Regions from separate parts of the Ovis aries genome. Here region 2 is linked to region 1. The links are chromatin contacts, called in public Hi-C maps. All regions are on one chromosome and are shown on one strand. Each heading gives the region's core, a stretch centred on a gene start, on an enhancer-like site or on the middle of the called end of the contact. The rest is flanking DNA. Distances are from core to core; before and after follow the strand shown. Region 1 has its middle 160 kb from the start of CCDC54. Region 2 holds the start of BBX (BBX high mobility group box domain containing).

Evidence for each region. Hi-C and Micro-C count contacts between places; a contact is called where the count stands out from the background.
Region 2: a Hi-C map of muscle shows a contact between it and region 1, with 5 times the contacts expected there. The contact joins the promoter of BBX here to the enhancer-like site in region 1. A contact is called at or near these places in 2 of 16 Hi-C or Micro-C datasets (mixed tissues and muscle).

The regions. Positions count from the first base shown.
Region 1 is chr1:172,844,164-172,849,480 of ARS-UI_Ramb_v3.0, forward strand. No RefSeq gene overlaps it. Among named protein-coding and RNA genes, the nearest start is that of CCDC54, 160 kb to the right of the region's middle. Within about 2 kb of position 2,993, at least 6 of the 54 cell types and tissues checked have an H3K27ac peak or open chromatin away from gene starts, as enhancers often do.
Region 2 is chr1:173,194,047-173,199,363 of ARS-UI_Ramb_v3.0, forward strand. BBX (BBX high mobility group box domain containing) reads left to right here and starts at 2,916. Exons shown (of 17, transcript XM_060417221.1): 1 at 2,916-3,056. It also overlaps the pseudogene LOC132659967.

The DNA of each region.
Region 1 (5,317 bases), core at 1,743-4,242:
CCCACCAAACTTCTCTGTCCGTGGGAATTTCCAGGCAAGAATACTGGAGTGGATTGCCATTTCCTTCTCCAGGGGATCTTCCTGACCTGGGGATCGAACCCATGTTTCTTGCACTGCAGGCAGAGTCTTTGCCATCTTTGCCACCAGCAAAGCCCTTATTAGTACTGCAAATGTTCTCAAGTAGCAGACATGAATAGAATAAATTAATGTTGCATTACTATATATAGATATCTTTATATCAGTAGTTATAGAAACTATATATGCAAAACTAAATATACACTGCGTGTGTATTAGTCGCTCAGTCATGTCCGACTCTTGGCAACCCCATGGACTGTAGCCCGCCAGGCTCCTCTGACTATGGAATTCTCCAGGCAAGAATACTGGATTGGGTTGCCCCCTTCTCCAGGGTATCTTCCTGACGCAGGAATTGAACCTGGGTCCTCCACATTGCAGGCAGATTCTTTACCGTTTGAGCTACCCGGGAAGCCTCATATACTCTATAGTATAACATAGTATATTTGCAGAGAAGATCCATTTCTCAGTAACCCAAAGAAATTCGGAAACCATTTATGCTTACAGTTTTCTTAGATACTGGCATTCAATACAATTTGAGTAGAACAATTTGATAACAGCAGATAATTTGGGTTATACCATCAAGGTGGCAAAAAGCATGTTTCAATATACTATGAATTTTGTACAATGAAACACTGATAAATTAATTCTTGACCAAAAAGAAAATGTTTCAGCCTCCTTTTGAAACACATGCATCATCATTCATTGCTCTCTGTCTTTGTGTTTCTACCAGGTAGGCTGCATATAGCCAGATCTGATAAGAACTGCACAGACAGAAATATTGAAAATTCATATGCAACTTATGAAAATCATTAAAAAGAGATTCAAGTACTGACATGGTGGAATTTTGGTGTTTTAGTTTTTCTCATTTAAAAAGTTTCTAAATATACTTTAGCATTTGAATAGAAACAAATATTACTAATACTTCCTTCCAGGTCTATATAAATTCCTCCTAATTTCACTCTTCTCCTCTGTAGAAATCAAATGTGTATCTAGTTTACATAGGCACAGCATAGTACAAAGGCTCCTAGTAAGTAAGTGCTCATATTTCATTTAGCGGGTATTTACTACAAATGTGTGCAAACTTGTATAAAGCACTTGTATAAAGTGCTAGAGTACTAGGGATCATGTAAAGATACATAAAAAGGATAGCCAGCTTTCCTGATTTGTAATTTTAAAAAATAAAATGAATACAAATAAAATAAAATAGTAAAGAGAAGAAATGAAATAAAATGATAAAATAAAAAAGGGTGGGGAAATTATTTTTCTACCTCTTGGGCTCCTTCTTATATGATCATCATATTGTTGTTCTACATTTTGCTAAGTTACTATAAAAAGCTTAAAGGCAGATTCTATCATATTTTTCACCCTATCTTTAACATCTGCCATAATGAAGAAGAGGCTTTCCTGGTGGCTCAGGCAGTAAAGAATTTGCCTGCAATGCAGGAGACCTGGGTTCAATCCCCAGGTTGGAAGGTCCCCTGGAGGAGGGCATAGCAACCCACTCCAGTATTCTTGCCTGAAGAATCCCATGGACGGAGGAGCCTGGCAGGCTACAGCCCATGGGGTCACAGAGTCGGACACGACTGAGCAACTAAGCACAGCACATAATGAAGAATATAAATTTAAGTGAGTAAATAAACATTAAAATGTCACATAAGAGAGAGAAACAAAATGCTACAAGCACTAAAATCAACACTGAATGCAACTGCCTCAAGTATTAAGGAAACAGCTTATTATTATTTGAAATAAATGATTTAAATGTTTTCTCAAAATCCACCATTTGTGATTTGAGGTGGGGACTTCAGAAGTTAGAAACAGCATTCTTAGCAATATCTAGAGCCAAATCTAAATCTTTGAAGAGTAGTTCAGGCTGGATTTCTAGGTTTATCCTAACAGGATGTAATTTTGTATATAAATATACATGTGATTTTGTAAATATTAAAAGATTCTTCTCTAGTCATGTTCCTCATGGAGAAAGAGTCTGAGCAAAAATCAAACGCTGAAACAAGGCCCCTACTTTTTAAATTGCTTTTACTGAATCTGAGGGGATCCGGGCAGCACCTTATTACCTAATCCCATGGAAGAGCTGGAATACAGATAATTCTAGCAGCCCACAGTGGCTATAGTTCTGAAACAAATAACATGAACTCCCATGCTCAAACACACACGTCTGCATATGCACCGACTTCCATCCAGGAGATAGACCTGACCCTTTTAGAAATGGCAGAGTAAATCAGGAAATCAGCTCCAAGGATTCTGTCCTTCTGCTCTGCTTCAGGGACCCAAATTCACATCCTAATGGTTTTAAGTTTCCATGACCAAACCCAACAACAAGGGGCAGAAGACCTGAAGGCCCACAAATAGCCCATCCACGCTCTTCTGTGGAGACAAAACAGTTTTCTCCAACATCCTTGGAAAAATGTGAAGGATCTGTTCGCCACTGAACTGCTTCACCCCTGTTGTATGTAAATTATTCATTACCCTCTCCTTTGGCACATTTGGCACTCCATTTTCTCTGCTCACTTCATCAGCTATCTCAATTGACTTGTGCTCTGCTCTCTTCAGAAACTTAAAAGACAAACTGCATTCATTAGCCAAATAACCGAATCATACATTTCTTTTAGATATATTGGGGAGTAGGGAAAGTGCTTTGGGATTTCTTTAATAGCTTTTTAGAAAGCAACTCCTTAAATTATTCTATGTTAAATCTTTGAAATGCTTTGTCTAACTTTCTCTGATAGCATGATATTGCGCTAAAACATTGGAGTGTTAGGAAAACCTATTTCTGTTGTCAGTACTTCACTGTGAACAGCAGGGGGCAATAGCATATCAAAAATTTCGGAAACTGTCTCAGGCTCTCAGAAACGCTGTTGAATTGCGGCACTGGGTCTGTGTTTCCCAGCCCGATGATCTCAGCTCTAAGATGAAGTCTTTTGCTTTGTGTCCTATTTTACAATGCACTGTTCAGTTTTCTGTGAGTTGTGACTTATTCAGACAGCATTTCACTGTCAGCTTAGCTTAAAAAAAAAAGGTGAGAAAAAAAAGGGGGGGGGAAGGAGAAAATTAAAGTGCAGCCAAACGAAATACAAAAAGACAAATAATCCTGCCTGTATTTAAAGTTTGTCCCTTCTCTGTTCCCATCCACTGCAATCTTGAACATAGTTTTTCTGGATTACAGACTTAATTTACCCTTAAACCTTCCCACATTGATGCACGCATTTCATTTTACCTTCTCTGTCATACAATTTTCTGTTGAAACAACAGATATCTGTATAAAAAGGAAAAACTGTTTGAAGCTGAATACTTTTTAAAAGAATTTAGAAAAAAACTTCTATGTTGTGTGCTAGCCTTTGGTCAAGCATCTCTGTATAGAATTTTTGTATTTTTCTGCCTTTTAAACATTTATTAGTCAAGATACATTTCATTGTTATGTTTCAATAAAGTTATTCCCCTGTGAATTCACACCTTCAGCTAAACGGCAAAAAAGCTGAAGTTGCGAAGCTACAGCTGATGAATTTGGGGGTAGAATATAACGTAGAAACTAGACCATCAAAGATTTGAGAATATAGTCAAGGATCGTTTCCACTGCATTGGAAGGTGTTTCATAATCCAACCTTCAAAATCAGCAGAGATTAAACTATTTCACGCATAATTTGAGTTACACCTTAAAATATAAAACCGCTAAGACTGGCTTCTTCTCCCACCTAGGCTGAAATTCCCAGAGTTATTAATTTATTACCATGGGATGGCGAAGTAATATAATTTCAACATGTGGCAACAAAATTCCTCTTCAAGGGATATTTCTTCCCTCCTTGAGACTGAGGGCCCTATCTGATACTCTTGACTTTATCCCTTCTGGCCTGTCTCCTAGTATTCGGCTGCAAACAGCATTCCAGTCACACCAGCCTCCTTGCTGGTCTTTGAAAACACACCAAGTAATCATGTGTCTCTAGGCCTTGCTGTTCTCTCAGTCAGGATAAATCTTACTCCACTTATCTAAATGACTCATTCCTTCACCTACTTCAAGAGTATGTCCAGGGACCTCCCTGGTGGTCCAACAGCTAACACTCTGTGCTCCCAATATAGAGGCCCCAGGTTCAATCCCTGACCAGGGAACTAGATCTCATAAGCCTCAACTAAGAGTCTGCATGCCGCAACTGAGACCAGAGTAGCCTAATAAATAACTTTTTTTAAAAAAGAGTATGTCCAAAAGTCAGTTTCTCCATGACGCTTTCCCTGACCACTTACTTAAAATAGAAAATTTCCCGCAGCATTTCCTACACTCCTTGTCCTCCTTTATCTTCCTCATTAGTACTTATCACCAAATATGCCACATATTACATTAAAATATAATAAAAGTGAGTTATCTGAGACCAAACATATCAACTAATAGGGACTTAACCCCCCATATTACAAGGACGAACAAAGCGGTTGATCCTAAAACAAAATCCAACTTTTTGCTGCACGTAAAAGACAAACACATACCAAAAACAAAATAATTCAGAAATGTTAATAATGAAAGGAGGCAAAAAGGTATGTCAAGAAACTACAAAGAAAGAACTAATATTTTGAAATCCAATTAAACAGAATTTAGAACAAAGCCTATTACCAAGTCAAAGAGCATTTTACAAGTTTAAAGGCTACCATCACAGTGAAAATAAAATATTTATGAAAGATATGCAGCAAATAACACAGTAGCTTCTTTTACTTAGCAGAAACTACAAGAGTCAAAGAGACTAGAAATACATTAGTAGCACTTTAGTATACTTCTCTTAGTCCAAGACCAAAAATGGTACCAAAAACACTTGTAATAGTTGAGTCTGTAGTTATATTCAGAGACATCTATACCTCAATAAATTATAGTAAGAAAAATACAAATAATATTCTCCATCAATGACATGATAAAAGTATGAATCCATAACAAGCAAAGCACAAGAAAATCTTCCCACATTGAAATTTTAAGTTTTCTATTAAACTTAGCTTGGCTCAAGGAAAAACAACAACTGATAATGAAATTTTCTAGAAAAAAAATAATGAAAATATGATATCAGGGTTTGTAGGATACTGCTAAAAGGTGTTCAGAAAAAGATTCATGAATTTAAAAATTTATATCAATAAAAATGAGAGAAGATGAGTTAGATATTATACTCAAAAAGTTATAAATATTTAAGGCTTGCTTTTTTTTCCCCCCACTTTGGACTTAATTTTCTTTTTAATTAAGCAACCTAGACTTGAAAACAAC
Region 2 (5,317 bases), core at 1,666-4,165, 350 kb after region 1:
AATGGTAAAATACTATATAACATTTAGTTTAAGCCTTCTTGGCAAGTCTTTACCTATCTTACAGAAGACTGGAATTCTATTCCGTCATTTCTAGTAACAGGCAATTTTCCTTTTCCAAAATTCCGGTGTGCTCGGGGCCTACCTAGCACAGGAATCCTTCTTAATAAATGATCTGCAAGAGAATGCTGAATGATGACTTTTACTGCCACATAATGCCTAAATACACCACCAATACATCAGATGTGTTAAAAGATGTGCCAATATCTGAACCTAAAGGTTCTGTGGACCCGTTAGTTTTCCAATAGTCATTTCCAATAATGACTTGCAACCAGTCATTTCTATCCCCTTCTTTTGCATCCATACTGGTCAGTTAGCACCTGGTACTGTCAGAGGTCTCCAAACTTGAATACAAAATCCTGGGGCATGTTGCTAAGACTATATGATAGGAGTGTGGAGAGAAAATGTTAAAACTGTTTATTTTTCGCCATGCCATTGCGGCTTGCGGGATCTTAGTTCCCCGACCAGAGATTGAACAGGCTGGGCAGTAAAAGCACAGAGTCCTAAACATGGGACTGCCAGAGAATTCCCTTAACTTTCATTTTTATCTCATGCTTTTTCATTTAGTTTTTATGAATGTATGCTTCATAAAAATAAATAATATATCCATACAGTGGTACATTTTTAAAATGTATACAGAAATATACATATATTGAGGGTACTCAGTCATTTTACTGATAACATGTGAGCTAAAAGTTTGAAAATGTAGCTCTAAATAATTCTGCTAAGCTAATTATACTTCAACCAAAAAAAACCAAAAAAACAACTTTGCGACCATAAAGAAATGAAGAATGCTTTCCTATACTTGGGGTTGAGGGGAGGGGTGGGGAGTAGGCTGTTCTTTCATATTTTTCATAACTTAAATATACTAGCAAATAATTCACAACACTTCACTCAGCAATTAAATATAGCAACTTGTGTTGATTTTTTTTTTTTTTCCCTCTCTCTTTTTCTCTTAAATAAACAGGACAGTGAAATCCCGAGAAAGTTTTCCTGGGTTTTCCTCTATCACTTCTATCTGCCTCTTGTCCCTGAAGCTTGTCATTTGGAAGGAAGGACTATCAAGTTATTAAAAATCTGTGTTGGGTATTAAGAGTCCTGGGTTTAAGTTCCTTTGTCACTGGGATTTGGTGCTATCTTCAACAGTCCCATTTCTCTTATGAAAAAATAGAGATGATCATACTTAGCACCAATCTCAAAGCAGTGTGCAGTGTGGATAAAGCACGCTTTGTTCCTTCCATCAAGTAAATGCAGAGCATCATTAATATAATCTTTAACATCATTGGTTTAAATTGCTATTTTATATACTTTCTCCTTTTAAAAATTATTTTCCTTTAAAAAATAAGCAAAACATCACATTTCCAAATACCACTGCTTGTTTTCTAAACTTTACAAATTTAAATTTTCTCTGTATCTGTTTCTGGTTTCCATTCTGTCACACACGCGTATATACAAACTCATTCGATAACTTTATGGATGTGAGAGAAAAATCTCAAGATAACATAAAGAAATAAAGAGGGATTTGAAATAAGTTCTTTTATCCAGCTTTCCTTTAAGTTTTAAAGCTACACATCTAGGCCATAAAATCGTGGTGTTTATTTAATCTTCAAAATGTTTGTGTTTAAGAATAATTCACAGACTGTTAAATCAGAAAGAACCTTAAGGAAACATCTAGAGCCTATGATAATGCCTGGTACACAGTAAATGCTGAATAAACATTTAGTGAAGGAACATTTAGGGAGAAGGTTCTTACTGTAACTTAAAAAAGAAAAAAATGAAAACAAAATTCCAAACTAAATCTGAGCATTAGAGGGGCTAAATTAATTGCTCAAGACTGTTTAGTGAGTTTAAGAGTTGGGTCTAGAATTTATTTCTCACAGTTTCCAGCTATGGTGTTTTCCCAGCAACCTGTTGACTTGCTTATATAGGACTGTCAAATATATATCTGTCAAAGACACATCATAGGAAAAAAAAATATCAGAAGGCAAAGTCCTTGGGTTCACCATCTCCCAAAGTCACCTAAAATGCTCATATATGATGTGAAATATGTAGTGTAAATATCATATATATATAATATGCAAAATACAAATCTTGCCTATATTGACTCAAAAGGCCTATTTTTAAGGAAAAGGGTCAATAGTCCACCTTCCATGACTTACTCTACTTTACAGCAGTTCGTATGTGCACACAGGTGATCTGCAGTCCTCTGACCAGCTAAAAGTAGAGTGGCTGTTTCAGCAAAATGATTATCTTTGTTTCTGTGTATTGTTGTGTTGATTTTTCTCAGTTTACCTACGAATGAAGCATTAACAACCTCAATCCATTACCGTCCTAATAAACTTATCTTGGACTATTTTGGCCTATGTGATAGCTAACCCATTGACAAAAGAAATCCAAGCTGATAAAAGGTTTTCCTGGCCACTTGTTAGCCAGGTCATGCTGTAAAATCATAACACAATGCACGCCTCTTCCATGGGGCACCACAAGGCAACGATTAAAAAAAAAAAAAAAAACAAACCCTCACTTCCATATCCAGTGGAGTTGTAGTTTATTACTATAACCCTCCCAAGTCAAAAGGACACCAATTTCAAGCCTTGCAACTTGGTGCAGACAGGGTTTTTCCCTCTCAACCCACTCTGCTGGGCCTCTCTACCTGTCCTCTCCTACTGTCTACAGGTCCCGAACATTAGAAAATAGAAAATGTGATGATCTTTGTGTGTCTCTGTAAAATGTGTGTATGTGTGCGTGTGTTTGGGTGTAACGGGCCTTCTGTTTGGTCGCGCGGCCTGTCCGTCAGGGAGCGGACCAATGGCAGGCTGCCTTATATAAAATGAGTGTTTTCAGTCTCTCCGGGTTGCATGTACTGTATGTGGAGCAGTGTACAGTGAAGCGGAGGCAGAGCGGCTCCGCGAGCTCCTCTCCACTTTCCCATAGAGAACCCCTGACTGGCCACTGAGGGCGAGCCACACACACGCCCTCGCGCCCGGCGAGCCCGCGAGGTAAGCGCCCCCCATCCCCAGCCCTTCTCGGGCGCTCTCCCCGCACTTTCTGTTTTCCTACTCACTTGCGAGCCGCCGGGCTGCAGCCCCAAGGACTCCGCGGCAGGAGCAGCGGCGGCGGCGGCGGCGGCGGCAGCCGGTAGGCTGGACTTGAGGAAGACGGAGGGAACCCCGCGCGTCCGGAGCCGCCGCCAGCCGGCCCGCTCCCTGGGCACTTTCCCCCTCCGCCAAAACTTTGGGTCGGGAGAGGTCGGGGGCGAGGGTCGCGGCGGCCGCGCCGGCGGCGGGTGGGGGGCGCGGAGGCAGTGCCCTGCGGGCGGGAGGCTGGGGGCCGGGCTGGGGAGTAGTAGGCCAGCCGGTGCCAGGCTGCGTTTGCAACCAGCACCTCTCGGCACACAGGCAGCGCCGCCCGAGAGGGGCACGGGAGCCGGGGCGCGGGCAGGAGCAGCCCGAGGAAAACAACAACAGAGCCCTCACGCCGGCGGGCGGCTCGTGGCCGCCCGGGGAGCCCCAAACTTCATCTCGGCGAAAGTACGTGGAGCCCAGCCTGGGCTCGGCTGCCGGGGAGGTGGGGCCTGGGGAGTCGGGGCAAGGGAGGAAGGTACGAGCAGCCAGCCCTCAGTGGATTGATTGAACGTTTCGAGTGCGTCGGTGACCGGGAACAGTTCATCTGGAGAGTTGGGATCTGGGTGTTCCGGCCCCGGAGATCGGTGCCCTCTCACCCCCCCACCCCTAACCAAATGCGCGGCGAGTAGAGAAAGTGCTGTTTTAGTGCCAGAGTGGCTAGGAGGAAGAATAGGGGGAGAGGGGGAAGAGGGTGAGGGAGTAGGGGAGAGAGAAGAGGGAGGGAAAGCCGGCGGGGGGGAGGGAGGGCAAGAGAGAGAGAGGGAGAACCGGAGAGAACGGGAGAGAGAGAGAACGAGAGAACGCGAGGGAAGAGAGGAGGGGGAAGAGGAGGAGGGAGGCTGTGTCAGGATTTTGCTTGAATGTGGGATTATGTTGTGTCAATAAGTTTAAGGTGGAGGGAGCGAAACTGGGGGTGGTGGTGGAGGGGAGGAGGAAGGCCTTGGCTGTTTAAAGTCTTATTTCTGAAGGTAAGTTATGGCATTGCATGGTCGCGATGACAGAAAACTTGCAGATCCTTTATCCGGGGATGGGGTCGATGGCTCTAGAAAGAGCTCCCCAGCCCCTTAAGCCACACTCGTGTTACACTGTTATTTGCTGCGATCCGGGTCGCTAGTAAATTACCGAAATCAGACTCGAGGTTTCTTTTCCTCCTCCACCTCGTCTCGCTCGCTCACCCTCAGAAATGTATTATTATTATTTTTTTATTTTTTGGTATTGTATGAAACTTAACGTGAGTCCTGTAATTTACAAGGACCCTGAATCCAAGAATCTGGAACACGTTTATGTGTGAAATATCCACGATCATTTCAGCTAAATGAGGAAGGTAAAACGAAACGATGCAAAAAGCTAAGACACAACATGTACGACAGAGGAGGGGGGGGGGGAGAGGGAGAGACGGAGAGAGAAGCTATTTTTTGCTTTCCTTTCTGTAGAAAGGAAAATAAAACGTGCATTCCCCTTCTCTCCCGGTTTGTAGGGTCTAGTCAGTATTTTAACTGTCTGAGGACAGATTAGTCCAGGTGGATCTCGTTGAAAAGTTTCGTGAGGTGGGGTGGAGGTGGGGGGGGGTACGAAGGGGAAGGTGGGTGGAGGTGGTGGGGGATGGGGACGGAGCGAGCTCTGCCTCTGCTAATGGTCATTGGCCTGGGGCTTTGAAACCATTGCCTGTCCTGCTAATGACACGTCCAGTTCTAGTCTCCCGGCCGCGGACGCCGGGCTGCCGGGGACTGGGGTACTTTCCCCGCGCGGGGAGGGGCGTTCTTCGCCATCCCTTGGGGTTGCCCACTCGCGGCGTGGGAGGCCCCCCACGCGCGCCCCCTCTTCTGCGCGCCGCCGCCACCTCTGCTCGCATGACTTCTGTAGCCAGCCCGCGGCGAGGGGGCGCAGGGGGTCCCCGGTGCGGATGTCCCCGCGCGGCCACCCCGCTCCCGCCCCACGCGCGCCGCGCGGTCCAAGCCCGGAATGGCAGCGCCGGGCCGGGCGGCCGTGCCTCCCCGGGGGGCAGCGGAGGCAGCAGCGGTGGCGGCGGGATCTTCGCCGGGGCCCGCGGGAGGAGGAGGAGAGGGAGGAGGAGGAGGAGGGGAAGGAGGAGGAAGACGAGGAGAGGGAGGTGTTTTCTGCCCAGACCGCCGCCA